2 separate regions of the Rattus norvegicus genome follow, and region 1 is linked to region 2. A link is a contact called in public Hi-C data. All regions are on one chromosome and are shown on one strand. The core of a region is the stretch at or near the end of the contact, and the rest is flanking DNA. Distances in the headings are between cores, read along the strand shown. Region 1 has its middle 200 kb from the start of Klf4. Region 2 holds the start of Klf4 (KLF transcription factor 4).

The links. A called contact is a pair of places that touch in the nucleus more often than the background predicts.
Region 1: a Hi-C map of the A7r5 cell line shows a contact between it and region 2, with 5 times the contacts expected there. The contact joins the enhancer-like site here to the promoter of Klf4 in region 2. A contact is called at or near these places in 3 of 12 Hi-C or Micro-C datasets (the A7r5 cell line, liver and mammary epithelial cells).

Annotation. Positions count from the first base shown.
Region 1 is chr5:75,276,937-75,281,492 of GRCr8, forward strand. No RefSeq gene overlaps it. Among named protein-coding and RNA genes, the nearest start is that of Klf4, 200 kb to the left of the region's middle. Within about 2 kb of position 2,100, at least 17 of the 93 cell types and tissues checked have an H3K27ac peak or open chromatin away from gene starts, as enhancers often do. A contact at or near this core is called in the A7r5 cell line, where this site is marked.
Region 2 is chr5:75,075,551-75,080,060 of GRCr8, forward strand. Klf4 (KLF transcription factor 4) reads right to left here and starts at 3,042. Exons shown (of 5, transcript NM_053713.1): 1 at 2,962-3,042; 2 at 2,724-2,844; 3 at 1,092-2,073; 4 at 820-984. The coding sequence starts at 2,966. The region is part of intron 1 of LOC120103069 (40S ribosomal protein S18-like); the gene reads right to left.

The DNA of each region.
Region 1 (4,556 bases), core at 850-3,349, 200 kb after region 2:
ATTCATATGGTAATGTCATTAATTGCACATTACCTAGACTGCTGAATGAACATTACATAGGTTTTTAATGGATGTAGTTATTATAATTGAAGTCAATTATATTGCTTCTTGTGCATATCTAGTCAGTAGTGTGTGGTTGGACCTTATGGGGTCCCTGCCAAAAGAAACAGGTGTTTGTCATGAGGACAGCTTATGAGCTGGAACAAGGGGCAGGGAAAGGATGAGCCATGGTCAGAAATGACTGATCTGGCTGAGCCCTCTGTAGGGCTGGAATAGTGGTACAGAGGGCAAGGTGAATGGCCATTGTTGCTCCAAGGCAGGCTCTACTTGCCCTTTTGCTGTGGGCCTACGAGAGGGTGCAAGGCTGAGCTGAAAGCCAGCGCCACCCACACTGTAACAGAATACTTTTCTCCAGGCTGACCCAAAGCTAGATGGTGGTTGCATCACTTCCTCTGGCGTTGTGGAAGCCACATGACTCTGGCATCTGCTTTGCCAGGGATGAAAGGGAGCCCTGCCTGCCCACGATGCTGGCACAGAAGACTCTGGGTCCTGTGTGTCTTCTCCTAATATTCCGTTTCCCTAGCAAATGGGGCAAAGTTGTTGTAGTAGTACTGCAGTTCCTGACACTGACGTTGCTCACACTCTCTGGAAGGACAACCCAAAGGACACCCTGAAGGCTGGAGAATGAAGAGGGGTTAAGGCTGTGACTACTTTTTGGTAGTCAGTTTTCTGTCTGACAAAAATACCCAGAGTATTCAACTTATAAAGGGGAAAAGTTTGTTTTGGTTCCTGGTTTCAATCCATGCTCTTGTTGGTCCAGAATTTGATAGTGTTGGAGTGGCAGTCAATCATTGTGGTCATAAATAGAAAAGCTGATCACTCCTAGTGTCTGGGAAGGAGAGGGAGGGGACACACACACACACACACACACACACACACACACACACGAGAGAGAGAGAGAGAGAGAGAGAGAGAGAGAGAGAGAGAGAGAGAGAGAGGAGAGATCCTCAAATCCCTCTTAAGAGCACTCTTTTTTCTCTTTTTTTTTTTGGAGCTGGGGACCGAACCCAGGAAGAGCACGCTTTTTAAATGACCTCTTTTCACCTCACTAGATTCTATATCTTCATCTCACGACCTCCCAGGTGCAGCACAGGATGAGGACCAAGTGTCGAATACATAGGTGTCTGGGGACATTTATTCCAAACTGTAGTATCTTTTCCTTAGAGAAGGACACTTGAGTGCCATGATCCCCTGCTTTGACAAGTCACTTTGAGTGTTGCTACCCCCTTTAAACTTCATGAAAGAGCAGGCAGGATTTTTCTATTTAGTTGAATTGACACTGAAACTAAAGAGATTTTTTTTAAACCCAGTGATATACATATTTATGCACCCTCACACACACACATACATGAATACACACATACACACAGCACTTGTGTACATGACAGACAGGTCCTCTTAGTTGATGTGATGCTATGATTCTAGAGAGCTTGGAAATTTACTCACATACATATGCATGAATGTTCTGTCTCTGTCTGTCTGTCTCTGTCAGTCCCTATCTCATCTCCCTCCCTCTGTCCCTCCCTCCATCCCTTCCTTCCCTCCCTCCCTTCCTCCCTCTTTCCCTCCCTCCTTCTCTGTACAGTGTTAGTTGAAGGTAGGATGAGATTTTGAACTCTGTTTGATAGAGACTGATAATCATATTCAGGTTATCTAGGCCACCGTGTTGCAGTTTTGTGACTCTATTTTGGAGGTCACTCTGGAAGCTGGAGCTGAAATAAATGATGAAGGGCAAACTTGACACACACACACACACACACACACACACACACACACACACACACACACACACACATCAGATTCAAGTGAATAGGAAAAGGGGAACAGCCTGATTTTCCTGGGAATCTGTGATATACGGACTTGCACGTCTCCTCTACGTCTCTGTCCAGCCACTGACGGCTCCTTTGCTAATGCCAGGGCAGCCAGTAATACACTTTCTATTTAGAAAGCAAAGGCGGCCAGCTTTGGGACTGGGCCTGGAGACTGACTCACTGTTTTTGGGATGACACATTGCCTGCACACATTTCACAATTCTCTGAAACACCAGACTTATTTCTGTGAGTATGCAGAGGCCCACTTCACCATCCACCTAAGGCCACACACAAAGGTTTTGCTATTTTTCTTCTCTGGGGCTTAAATGGATGGCTGGACTTCCCATGCCTGAAACATCACCCTCATTTGGAAGAAGAGAAACACTGGCCAAGAATTGCAATGTTTTTTAACCAGAGTCTGGCTAGCTTTCAAAAGCCACACACCAAGGCTATACCAGCCAGAGCAATGGCTATGAATGAATTAGGGGTAGGACTGAGGCTTAAAAACAAGGCAGAAAAAATATAGATAACAGAGAGGAGAGGAGAGGAGAGGAGAGGAGAGGAGAGGAGAGGAGAGGAGAGGAGAGGAGAGGAGAGGATGAGATAGTACATGTGAAGTAAAAGAGGGAATTTAAATAGAGAAGGGCTGCACAGAAATGATTGAAGAACCAGGGCAGAGGGCGAGAGTTCTGGGCTGTGATCATTTCTTCACGTACCTTTCCCTCCGTCTTTGGGTGAGTACTCTTAATACTCATTACTAAGAAGCAGGAGCAGGGGGTCAGGAAGTTGCAATCTATGTCTCAGATGAAATGGAGGACATTTTTGTTTATTAAACAAACAAACATACAAACAACTATGTCATATCGTCGGCCAGGCAAGCCCAGCACTCACCCAGTAGCCCAGGCTGGTCTTGAACTTATGGTAGTCTTCCTGCCTCACCCTTTGATTGTTGGGATAACAAGTATGAGAAAGGAGCTCGCTCCACATCAACGTGAGGTCTTTGGACCCCACATCACTGTCTCTCTGGGATCTGAAAGCCTGAAGGATCCTCTTCATGACCAGAGAGCTAGCTGGGAGGGCCCACAATCTGGATGGCCTGTGACAGTGTCCTCTGAAGAGTTGTTTATACACTTAGACATTAAGTGCTTAGGACTTGAAGGGCCGGCCTCATATTCAAAGCCCTGGATTCAGAACTATCTGGAGACTTCCTCCAGGGTAAACAAAAACAAGCACTTCAGCTCACTTGCCAGGGCATCTCACTCCAGAAGGGAAGGGAAGGGAAAGTGATGCTGCTTTTTCCCCTGCAAAGGAAAGGTTACAACAACATTTTCTCTGGGCAGCTGTGAGGTCGGCGGGCAGACTTTTCTCTGGTAACCATCTCAATGTGTCTGTGTGGAAAGTACCTAACAGTGACTAAGCGTTAGCTGAGGTGATTCACTTGTCACTTCGCTTGGGGACTTTGGCCTTGTTCTAGAAGCCACAGAATGTTTTCAGCACATGGGATCCAGGCCCTCCATGTAGGGTGGCAGGTGCGAGAGAACAGACTTATAGAATTCTGTTAATAGGAAAGGACCCCAGGAAGGAGGGAGGGTGTGGGCTCATTGGAATCCTGTCAGGACTTCTAAGAAGTCTAAACTCCAAATTCCTGTCAGCAGAGGAGTCAGGAGTCTGTGGAGGTTCCAAAGTTTGAATGGAAACGAAGTTCATTCATAGAGTATCCAGGATAAGTTGGAAGTTTCCTTAAAGTTGTCTCATCCTTCCTCACAGTAATGAGGCAGGTGTTGCTTTCCTTCCTTGCTGGAATGAGGACTTCACAGGAAAAGAGGCCCAAAAGTTCACATCTCTAACTCAAGAACACAGAACTGGAATTGGGGCCAGGAGACTCTGGGTAGGCAAGGATGTCCACTAAGATACAGGGGGGCCACACAGAGGCCAGCCTGTTCAGAGCAACTGGAGTCATTCTGTTTAATAATCGAGTTCAAATGTAAACTCTTTTGTTGCAATTTAATGCACAGAGAAAGGTACACATCACAAGTGTGTAGATGCTGGACTGTCACAAACTGAAGAGATCCCTAGAGTCCCTGCCCAAACAGAGACACAGAAAGCTTGTTTCCAAGATGACCACCAACAGTTCTTAGTCTCTATGTATATATATCCCTTCCTCAAAGCAGTAGAATCTCTTCCTCTTCTTTTCTTGATTCTGGATTGGCCATCCTGACTTCTCTGACTCAACATAATGCATAATGCAGTGACCCTTAAGCTAGGGCATAAGATGATTAGATGATACTTGCTGGGTTTCTTAGCAACTGTTTCCAGAAACACCTGGAGTCTATTGGCCCAGAGACTGACTCAGTAAAGGGCATACACAGCCACACTGTCCACAGTGTTGGTGGAGGCGAGCCTTCTGCAGATGATGCTGAAGTGCCGACTTTGTAAGGCGAGCTCTCTTGAACTGTTCAGAGGCCTCGTTCAAAACCACATGAAACACAAGAAATGCTTAGCCTAACCCTGACCTCCTGACTCATAGAATCATGACAAGCAATGAAATGGTTGTTATGTTAAGCTCCTAAATTTGGAATAACTTATTAGACAGTACTATAACCAAACATTTCAACTCATCATGGAGTACCTCAGTGATCCTTGCTAGCCATTGTGCCCCTTCCTGCAGTAAGCATGCAGTTGGCT
Region 2 (4,510 bases), core at 1,792-4,291:
TCCACCCCCACAGAACGGAGTTTTCATTTTTTTGAGCCTAACCAGTGCTGGAATTGGATTGGACTAGGAGTTATCTCTGTATCGGAACCCAGAGTCTCCCAGGCCATCACACTGGGTCCACAATGTGCCATGGCTGATTTCTTCAGCAATGCTCTTCTAGCTGTTGTAATAAACAGGATCTAGAAGGCTTTACCCAGTTAATGACTACCTTTAAATTTTTTGTTATTTTGAGCCTGGGGTTCTTGACCAGGCTGGTCTTAAATCAACAGGATTCTTTCAACTCCCTCTCTTTGGTATTTGCAACTCCAAAATTGAGTGTCACCGTACCCAGCTCGCAGGGACAGTTTTAAAACCAGAATCCTCGGCAACGGGAACCATTAAATTCTTGGACCGTAAATCGAATCTAATTATTCTAAAGACCAGAGGAGAGTTAAGGGTAGGTAGATCTAAGAGGAGGAGGGGACAATTATGAAAATAATCTAGAAAATTTAAAACTTTTCTTTTAAAGATACCGCATTTTTGCATTGCAAAGTCTAACTTCTTCATTACCGGGCTAGGAGATACAGGCACACCCAGGAAATTCCCCGTCCTTTAAAGGCCCAGTGAGAAACTGCACATTCAGGCAGCAGATAGCATCCACCAAGCAAAAGGCTTCTGGGCAAAACCATAGGCGCCTGTTTGCTGCCCTCCTCTGTGATCCAGGAGATGGAAAAGAGATACACCCCAGCACAGCACCCGAGAAAGCCCTAAGGAGTCTACAGGCAGCCTACAGAGCAGACAGGCACCAACAGCCCTCCTCCACAGCGCTGCTCCCCTTACCTGTGTGAGTTCGCAGGTGTGCCTTGAGATGAGAACTCTTCGTATAGGTTTTGCCACAGCCTGCATAGTCACAAGTGTGGGTGGCTGTTCTTTTCCGGGGCCAAGACCTTCTTCCCCTCTTTGGCTTGGGCTCCTCTGGCAGGCAGGATCCCGGTGGCATGAGCTCTAAGGGGTAAAGAAAGTGAGGTCAACTTCCTTCTCCACAGCCTCGAGAACCCCCAGAAGCAAAGCTCCCCCCAGCCTCAGCGCTACCAATCCCTTCCTCTACTGACCTTGATAATGGAGAGAGGGGACTTGCGACTGCATCTGGTCTGGCAGGAAAGGAGGGTAGCTGGGCCCCGGATGGGGATGGAATCCTGGGGGAAGAGGCAGGCCAGGGTGACAGTCCCTGCTGTTCAGCAGTTCCTCGGGACTCAGTGTAGGGGTAGTCCTGGTGGGGAGCTGCCGCCCCAGGGGGAAGTCGTGTGTGTTGGGCCTGTGGCCGTTGCTGAGCTGGGGTCCAGCGCTCAAGTGGGCCTCTAGGGACCGGCTGACCGTGCAGGACGGGACGGCCTCTTGCTTAATCTTGGGGCACATACGCGGCGGGCCACCGCTGTAGGGCGCCACTACCACAGGGTGGCTGCCGTCTGGGCTTCCTTTGCTAACACTGATGACCGAAGGGCTGGTGTACTCGCTGCCAGGGGTGCTCAGAGACGCCTTCAGCACAAACTTGCCCATCAGCCCGCCACCTGGCGGCTGAGGCTGCTGTGGCGGAATGTATACTGGGTCCAACTCCGGCCGCAGGAGCTCAGCCACGAAGCCGCCCGAGGGGCTCACGTCATTGATGTCCGCCAGGTTGAAGGGGGCCGTGGGAGGTGGCGCAGATTCTCGGCTGTAGAGGAGCCCTCCACCTGTGTTGCCCGCAGCCACGCCCGGGTCACCCCCGGCCCGGATCGGATAGCTGAAGCTGCAGGTGGAGGGCGCGCTGGCAGGGCCGCTGCTAGCTGGGGAAGACGAGGATGAAGCTGACGCCGAGGTGGTCACGGTGGCGGCCACCGATTCCTGGTGGGATAGCGAGTTGGAAAGGATAAAGTCTAGGTCCAGGAGATCGTTGAACTCCTCGGTCTCCCTCCGGGGTAGGGCCGGGTTGTTACTGCTGCAAGCTGCACCAGCTCCACCACTTTCCAGGTCTGTGGCCACCGTCGCCGCCAGGTCGTAGGGGCGGCCGGGAAGTGGGGGAAGTCGCTTCATGTGAGAGAGTTCCTCTCGCCAACGCTGCAAGAACAGGGAGGGAGAGAGAAACTGTTAAGTTGTAGCCCCCTTTTACCACCCCCAATATTGACTTGCTGGGTGAAGCACACCAACAGCTCTGCCATAGGAACTGGACTGGACAGGAAGGCAGCCTCGGGGACTCCAGGGGCCAGCACTGCAATCTCAGCTAACACCAAGGTAAGAGGTGGCGCGTCCGTTCTACTGCAAGCTAGTGCTGTTGCACCGCCAGCCCAGTTCTCTTCCCCGCCAGCTCCGCGGGACGCTCCAGCCGCCCACGGAATTGGGACACTGGGACACTGTGGCTTTCTCCCCATGCACCATAGCCACCCCGTCGCCTACGCGCTAAGATCACTCCGGTCCAAAGGGTCTCGAGACTTGGCTACCTACAATACAGTGGCCTGAGTGCGCCCACCCCACAGTCCGGACGCCCGCAGACCTGTGAGAAACCGCTGTGCGCCCCTGGCGGTACCGCAGTGCTGGGACCACACGCACTTAAGGCCGACTCAAGGGCCGAGGAGCCACCTTGGGAAGGCTGGAGAGTCCCAATGGAGGGCAATCCTTGTCCTATCGAGGGGCTCTTGGTGAACCCCAGATTCCGCCCATCCACCCCACCCCATCTGCAGAAATCTAAAGGGCGCTAGCGCGACACTCACGTTAGTCGGGGCACCTGCTGGACGCAGTGTCTTCTCCCTTCCCGCCGGGCCGGACGCGAACGTGGAGAAGGACGGGAGCAGAGCGTCGCTGACAGCCATGTCAGACTCGCCAGGTGGCTGCCTGCGGGCCGGGCGGGGCGCACAGAGACCAGGAGTCAGGGGACACCCTGGCCACTGCTCCGAAGTTTCCCACCAGTCCTCACCCATTTCTGTTCCCCAAGCCCAGCATCTCACCTACCTCATTAATGTGGGGGCCCAGAAGGTCCTCCGGAGTCCGAAGAAGAGAGAGGGGTACCCAAACCCCGAAGTCAACGAAGATTAAAAACTTTAGAAACAAAACCCCCAAACCAAAACCCCCAAATTGCCCGAGATCCTTCTTCTTTGGATTCAATATAAACCGGAGATGTCTTTTAAAAAGTTCCTTTGTATACAAAAATTCTTAGAAAAGTTGTAAACTCTTATAAAAATAGACAATCAGCAAGGCAGATAAGTAGGTCCGATGGCCAGGCTGCACGCTCTTGGACTCAGCAGTGTCCCCCACCGTTGTCGCGGCCACTGTGGCTGTCGGCGGCGCGGGGGCTGTGGTCCGGGCGGTGGGCGGGCGGCGCCGCCAGGTGAGAATGGCCGCGGTGGCGCGGAACTGCGAGCTGGGCGGTGGCGCGGGGTGCGGAGTCCTGGGGACTGCGCCGGGTGCGCGCGGCCATGGGCGCGGGTCACGGGCGGGTGGCTGGGTGGGGGGCTGGAGGGGCGGGGAGGGGCACTCGGCGGCTCCGGGTGCCGCCGCCGCCCGCCACCGCCTCTGCTCCCCGCGCGCCCGGAGCCGCGCTCGCTCTTTCGGCCGGGGAACTGCCGGCGGCCGCCGCGCGCTTCTTACTTATAACTTCTCGCTCGTTCGCTCCCCGCCTCCTCCCTGTGGCGCGCGGGGCTCCGCCGCCAGGCCCCGCCCCCTGCCTTTCTTCTCCCCGCCTTCCCGCAGCCCCCCCGCGCGTTGCCATGGCAGCTAAATAAACAAACTCGGCGCACGTGGGGGCGGGGGCGAGGGAGGGGCACGGGCGGGGCGGGGCCGGGCCGTGACGCCAGCCCGGCAGCTGGCGGGCTGGAGCCGTGCTGACGCCGGCGGCGGTGGCGGCGACGGCGGCTTCGGCGCTGGGAGACCGGCGTGGCTTCTGTGGCCGCGCTGTTCGGGGTTCTCTGCGCGGCCACGGTCGGTTCCCTGGGCTTGAAAGTCCTGCCATGGGAACCCTGGCGAGGACAGGAGGCTGGGGGGAGAGGCGGCTTGCCCCTACCCCTGCTCGCGTACGCGCTTGTCCAGTCGTCTGCGCACTCAGGAGCGCGATTATCCGCGTGACTCATCCAGCCCGCCCTCGCATACGCACGCAGAGGCCTGGCCGTGTCGGCGCAGGGCCTGGCCTGGCGCGGGTGCCGGTGGGGCCTCCTGTAGGGTTGGGGGAGGCGGGTGATGGGGACGGGTAAGAATCTCAGAAGCTGGGAGAATGGATTCCGCGCCTGCTGTGGTGGAAAACGGCCGGGATTGGGCACGTAGTCATCGTTTTGATAATGAAAGGAACAAGGAAGGGAGTGAAAACGTCCCAGATTTACATGGGGGTGGTGGTGGTGGGAGCGCGGAGAGAAACCGAGGTGCAGAGATACCTTTCACCGGGGATCTCAAAGCTCTTTACGAGCCACGCACTCGCACTCTCCAGTTTGAAGATGAGAAGTGAGTCATAAAGAGGTGAAGCGGCGAGGTAAAGGTCATAGGACTACTCGCTCCCCCCAACTTGGGTTCT